2 separate regions of the Mus musculus genome follow, and region 1 is linked to region 2. A link is a contact called in public ChIA-PET data. All regions are on one chromosome and are shown on one strand. The core of a region is the stretch at or near the end of the contact, and the rest is flanking DNA. Distances in the headings are between cores, read along the strand shown. Region 1 has its middle 30 kb from the start of B230118I11Rik. Region 2 holds the start of Sh2d1a (SH2 domain containing 1A).

Region 1 (2,700 bases), core at 18-2,517, 94 kb before region 2:
TGTCAGTTACTACTCTGAATATTGCCCCTTAGCCATGCTAGCTACCCATCAAGCCGCAGCGAAAGAGAATTATTGTTGTGACCCTTCTTAATCAGCTTTTGGCCACATTGTTTCCCTGTATTTGACTATATGTAAAAATAAGCATAGCTAACAGATGAAAAGAACTCATCTTTGTGTTAGTTTTTGTTGTTTCAAAACAAAGTTTCTGCATAGCCCTGGCTGTCTTGGAACTTACTCTGTAGACCAGGCTGCCCTCAAACTTGGAGAATGGCCAGCTTCCGCCTCCTCAGTGCTGTGAATAAAGGTGTATATGTGTGTGCAGCGTCCACCTCGGGCTTACATTTGTTATTTTTAACATTGCTTGACCCAATATTTGATCTGTTGTCTTACAGTGTAGGAAAGGATCCAGCTTATCATGATAGGGAAGGCATGTCGCAGGATTGCAAGGCAGTTGATAACAGTGTCTCCAGTCAGGAAGCACAGATGAATGCTGGTGCATAGCTCATTTGTTTATTTCTATTTTAGACTGTGGTCCTAGCCCACATATAGGATAGGTATTCCAACCTCAATCAACTTCTTGGAGAAACCCCTTTCACAGACATGCTCAGAAGCTTGTCTTCTATGTGATTATAGATCCTGTCAAAGCGACACTGTTAACCATCAAAATGCTGCACTTGACACTTCCATAATAAACACGTGTGTATCTGGTCCTTGGAGGATGGAAGGATGCAGACAGCACAGTTTAATGTTGTCCCAAAGGTCAAGGTACCTGAGTATATTATTCCATTTAAGATTTGAAGGCAAAGGCAGTAACACTTGGATATGAATCTTAACTACCACTTTGTACATGTATAATCTTCAACAAGTTAAGTTTTTCGTCTTGACCTTGGTTTCCTCAATGTATAATAATGATAATATTATATCTGCTTCATAGACTTCTTGTGATCATTAAACAGGTTAATAATCAGGAAACTGCTTTCTGTCCAGAGAGAACATTAGAAATATCAGTAATTATTACTAATTGTACCTTAGGGGTGCCATTTTCTATATGAAATTTCTTGTTTATCATTTATTTTTCTCAGAAATAAGCCTATCACTTTCTCAAGTATGCCTTAAAGCATGGAATTAGAAATACTGTTTTTAGACACATGCCAGTATGAAGATTACCCACTGATTCCAGTTTCTTGCATTTCACTTCTAAGCAGCCCAGAAATGGGACTTCCCCAGGTTGAAGGCAGAGAGGGAGCTTTTCAAAAGCTCTTGCACTTGTATGTTGCCTATGATTAACCCAGTCACTTGATTCCACAACTCATGCCTTACTGTTAATCTGCAGTCATTTAACTTAGTTCAGTGGTCTCTGAAGTGCAGGGTAGATGGGATCCCAGAAAGATGCAAGATTAACTATTTGGCTGTGAAGAAAATGTTAAAATTTACACTCGCTTTTTACCCACTTTGTGGCTGACACTGCCCACACATCTCTCCGTGTTGGACACAGCACATTTGTCTGCCTGGACCTTGATGAAAGAGTGGGTGTTTCATAATGGGAAGTGCTGTTTGTCGAAGGCCTCACTTGTTGGAACATGCAATGATTTATCGTACAGAGAGATTTTTGGCTTAGGTAGCTTGTATAATCTTAGTTATCAAATCTAAGTTTGCAAGGAAATGACCTGCAGAATTCATTCAACTGCGTCACTCATCTGTGACACCCTAGAGGGCTCACTAATTATCACGAGGGAAGCATTTAAAAACTTGGTGCACTTAGAAATGAGGCATACTCTAGTCTTTTAAATAAAGACAAATATTTCAAAATTGCTGACCTTCTCTTGCTAATTAGTTCACAATAGTATGTATCTTAGTTAGGGTTTTACTGCTGTGAAGAGACACCACAACCAAGGCAACTCTTATAAGGATAACGTTTAATTGGGTTGACTTACAGGTTCAGAGGTTCAGTCCATTATCAAGGTGGGAGCATGGCAGTATCCAGGCAGGCATGGTGCAGGAGGAGCTGAGAGTTCTGCATCTTCATCTGAAGGCTGCTAACAAGAACACTCATTTTCAGGCAGCTAGGATGAGAGTATTAAACCCCACACCCACAGTGACACACCTACTCCAACAAAGCAACACCTTCTGATAGTGGCACTTCCTGGCCCAAGTATATACAAACTATCACAGTATGATACCCAGAAGACATTTGAAAGGAAAACCTGACCTATTCCTTCAAGATGGTTTTAGTAATCAGTGACAAATAACTAGGTCAATTACTTAGGAGGCTGAGGCAGGAGGATTGTGGGTTCAGGGCTTGTTTGGGCTACAGAAATAGGCCCTATATCAGTACATAAATGCATAAAAATGTAAAATGCTTTGTAGTATATGCCTTTTAATCTGTTATGTGGCTTATTGCTTTGTCACCTACAACATCTGGAGTTTGCATAATGTTAAAATTTGACAGAAATAGTTCCAAATTCATTAACTGGTTTTCTATGTGAAGGATTGTGGTAAATTTGGAGCTCATTTGTTAAAAATAAGAGGCTATTTGGTTTAGTTTATAAGCATAGCTTGTTGGTGAATTTTTCTTCTTGGTGACAAGGCACACTCAGTACTTTTGAGTAATTGGAGGTGAAACTGAAGAATGTGTTATTATACTGTATTAAGTATGGATAAGTATGTATTATCTTTAAAAATGTAAAATATAATTATGTC
Region 2 (2,884 bases), core at 57-2,556:
TTTCTTTTCATATTTAAAATGCCATCATTATAACTGATTTCTAAATAGAGTCCTGGTTAGGCTAAACTCTGATGTTTTTAACATTGATGTAGGTAGGCATTTATGTATGAGAATAGAAGTTACAACACATTTATCAACACCTGTGCGATGATGTAAAATGGATTTTATATCCACAATGATTCTGGCCTAGCCCCATATGCCAAAGGGTATATAGAAGTTCACACAGGACACCAATGGACAGACCAAACTGGACAGAAAAAGCCCACAAACCAGCAGCTCTACAGGAAGAACTACAGACAGCTGAGTAAAATCGGAAGTAGAAGAAGTGGTCACCCGTGGGAAGAGCACACTAATTGGTCGTCTACTACCAAATGGCTATCCCTGAAAACATACATACAAATAGCACCATACAGGCACAACTGGATGTGTTTAGGAATTACACGTATATACATATATGCATGCAATAATACAATAATACAATAGCAATGTTGTTGAAGAGCAGGGAGGGATTCATGGGAGGGTTTCAAGGGTGAAAAGGGAAGGGAGAAATGCTGTGATTATATTGTGATTTTAATAATAATAAAAACAAAGAAGTACCAACAAAAGAATTTAGTCTTCTTAAGCTCCTTAGCTAGATCCATCTACACTTTTTTTTTTTTAATATGATGACAATTTTTTTCATAGTTTTGGATTTTGGACAAAACATTAAGGTAAAAATACTTGTTTTGGCCTAAGTGTATTCAAGGATTTGGCATATGGCTTCGGGATAGAAGACCTCATCTGCGAGGCCCCGAATTCCATCATCAGCATTGAAGAAAAGAAAGCTGTTTCAGGACCATCTAGTCCCAAAGTCTGTAGTTCAGTAGCCCTTGGTGATGCTGTGGAAGCCTTGCAGCCATGTTCTGCTGTGGTTTTGTAGCTTGACTGCTTTTATGCTTTTATTTTGTCAGTCTGCTTCTGCCCCTCATGATGAACACGTCCCATTCACTTCTATCACCAATTCTTTTGTTCACTCGTTAAGACAAGTCATTGTCAATGGCTTCGAAGTTTGCAGGAACTACACAAGAACAAAGGCACTAGCAAGTTTCTCATCTTTGTGCAAGCTCTGTTTGCGTTGCTGGCACAGCTCAAATACTGCAAGTGTTCACCTTTTCAGCGTGCCCCCTCCCCCACCACAAACCTTTGTTGGAGAATAGATGATCAAACCCATGACAAGTTTGAAGCTGTTAAACTGCTGAGCTGGCCTGAATTGAAGTGTGAGAAGAGGTTTTAAGGCAGGTAGACAACATCCTGTTGTTAGGGTGTTTCTCTCTCTCTCTCTCTCTCTCTCTCTCTCTCTCTCTCTCTCTCTCTCTCTCTCTCTCTCTCTCAATACTGCCCAGTAAGCCACTGCAGCGGCAACAGCAGCAGCAAAGTTTCCTTTTTACCATCCTTCTTCTGGGCCCATCAAAGAGTTTGCTAGGCATGGATGCAGTGACTGTGTACCACGGCAAAATCAGCAGGGAGACCGGGGAGAAGCTCTTACTCGCTACCGGGCTGGATGGAAGCTATCTGCTGCGAGACAGCGAGAGTGTCCCTGGCGTGTACTGCCTGTGTGTTTTGTGAGTATATCTCGTGGTAGTGGCAGGTTGTTAGCATGGGTAGCCTGCCCTTTCAGGGGAGGGCTGGGAGGAGTGGCAGGGGATGACAGCTTTTGGCAGAGGTACCTAGGGAATACAGGCAGCAGGAACTGAGTACTCTTCCAGCTCTGACGTATGGTCCCAGGGCTCAGCCCAGGGATGTGGTGGGCAGTACTTGTACGTACGTCCCTCACTGCGGATTTTATCAACTGCATTTCACCAGTGCGTTTGTGGCAGCTTCACTGAATACCCTTCAGAATGGGAAAACATGGCCTAGAACTTACCTTTACTTTGAGAAAGACCCATACTCTGGACTTCGGCTCTGATTCCAAGTAGACACCATGATGGTGGAGCCCCGGGAAGTTGGACTATTTGTATTCTGGGCCATGAAGTAAGGCAAAGGAAGGTCTTTCTCTATCATTCTCTACAAATGTGACTGAAAATGGTACCCTAAAAGAAAAGCATCTAGCAAATGCTTGAAGAAGTGGTTAGCCAGGAAATGGAATCCATTGCTTTCAGAATGCAGCCCAGGGAAGGCAGAGGTAGACAGATGTGTGTGAGTTTCAGGTGACTAGCCTGGTTTTACATGGGCCGGTTCCATGCCAGCTAGGGCTACATAGTATAAGATCCTATTAAAAAACAGTAGCCAACAACACTAAAGCAGTACAGTGCTGAAGAGGATGTGTATGCAAGAGTAGGGGCACCTTTCTGGTGCTGCTGAATTGCCTTGTTTTATAAGAGGCATAATGAGTTTTAAAACGTGCTGTGTCCCGTAAATGATAGGAGTGAGAATAGTTTTAAAGAACAGAGAGAGGGAGAAAACATCATTGTAATTATCCCACTTTGAGCTTTGCCTAGACTGGTCTCAGCCTCTTACTCCATTTTGAACCAGGTGCAGCTGCATCTTGGCTCTGTACAACCTCCCTGAGCAAATCCTACTGTAGTCAGACTCAAAAGGTTGTTATCTCACAACACCAATCTCTTAGCCATTGATTTTAAATGGGATTCATATTCTAAGGGTCAATGAAGATTAAATACCTCCATGTACAAAAAAAAAAAAGACAAATGAACACTGGGCTTGACGCTCAGCAAATGGAAGTCTGGTTTATTATTAGTCTCTTTTTGGACAAATTATTCCGGTACTCCTTGAGGCAGTCTACAGAAGGACCCAGTTCAAGCACTACTGTAAGCAGGATATATATATATATATATATACATATATATATATATATATACACACACATATACACACACATAATACACAC

The links. ChIA-PET counts read pairs in DNA pulled down with a chosen protein or histone mark.
Region 1: a contact with region 2 is called in an RNA polymerase II ChIA-PET map of memory CD8 T cells, with 160 read pairs. The contact joins the enhancer-like site here to the promoter of Sh2d1a in region 2. A contact is called at or near these places in 4 of 39 promoter capture datasets (the HPC-7 cell line and embryonic stem cells), 4 of 15 datasets of contacts at CTCF or cohesin (CD8 T cells, embryonic stem cells, stem cell-derived epiblast-like cells and 1 more), 51 of 484 Hi-C or Micro-C datasets (CD4 T cells, CD8 T cells, CD8 central memory T cells and 18 more), 14 of 115 datasets of contacts at active chromatin or transcription factors (CD8 T cells, the SCID.adh cell line, T-cell acute lymphoblastic leukemia and 8 more) and 2 of 9 other capture datasets (adipose tissue and liver).

The regions. Positions count from the first base shown.
Region 1 is chrX:42,406,989-42,409,688 of GRCm38.p6, forward strand. No RefSeq gene overlaps it. Among named protein-coding and RNA genes, the nearest start is that of B230118I11Rik, 30 kb to the left of the region's middle. Within about 2 kb of position 1,268, at least 7 of the 459 cell types and tissues checked have an H3K27ac peak or open chromatin away from gene starts, as enhancers often do. A contact at or near this core is called in CD8 T cells, CD8 central memory T cells, Th1 cells and 3 more, where this site is marked.
Region 2 is chrX:42,501,259-42,504,142 of GRCm38.p6, forward strand. It overlaps Sh2d1a (SH2 domain containing 1A), which reads left to right and starts at 1,307. Exons shown (of 4, transcript NM_011364.4): 1 at 1,307-1,601. The coding sequence starts at 1,465.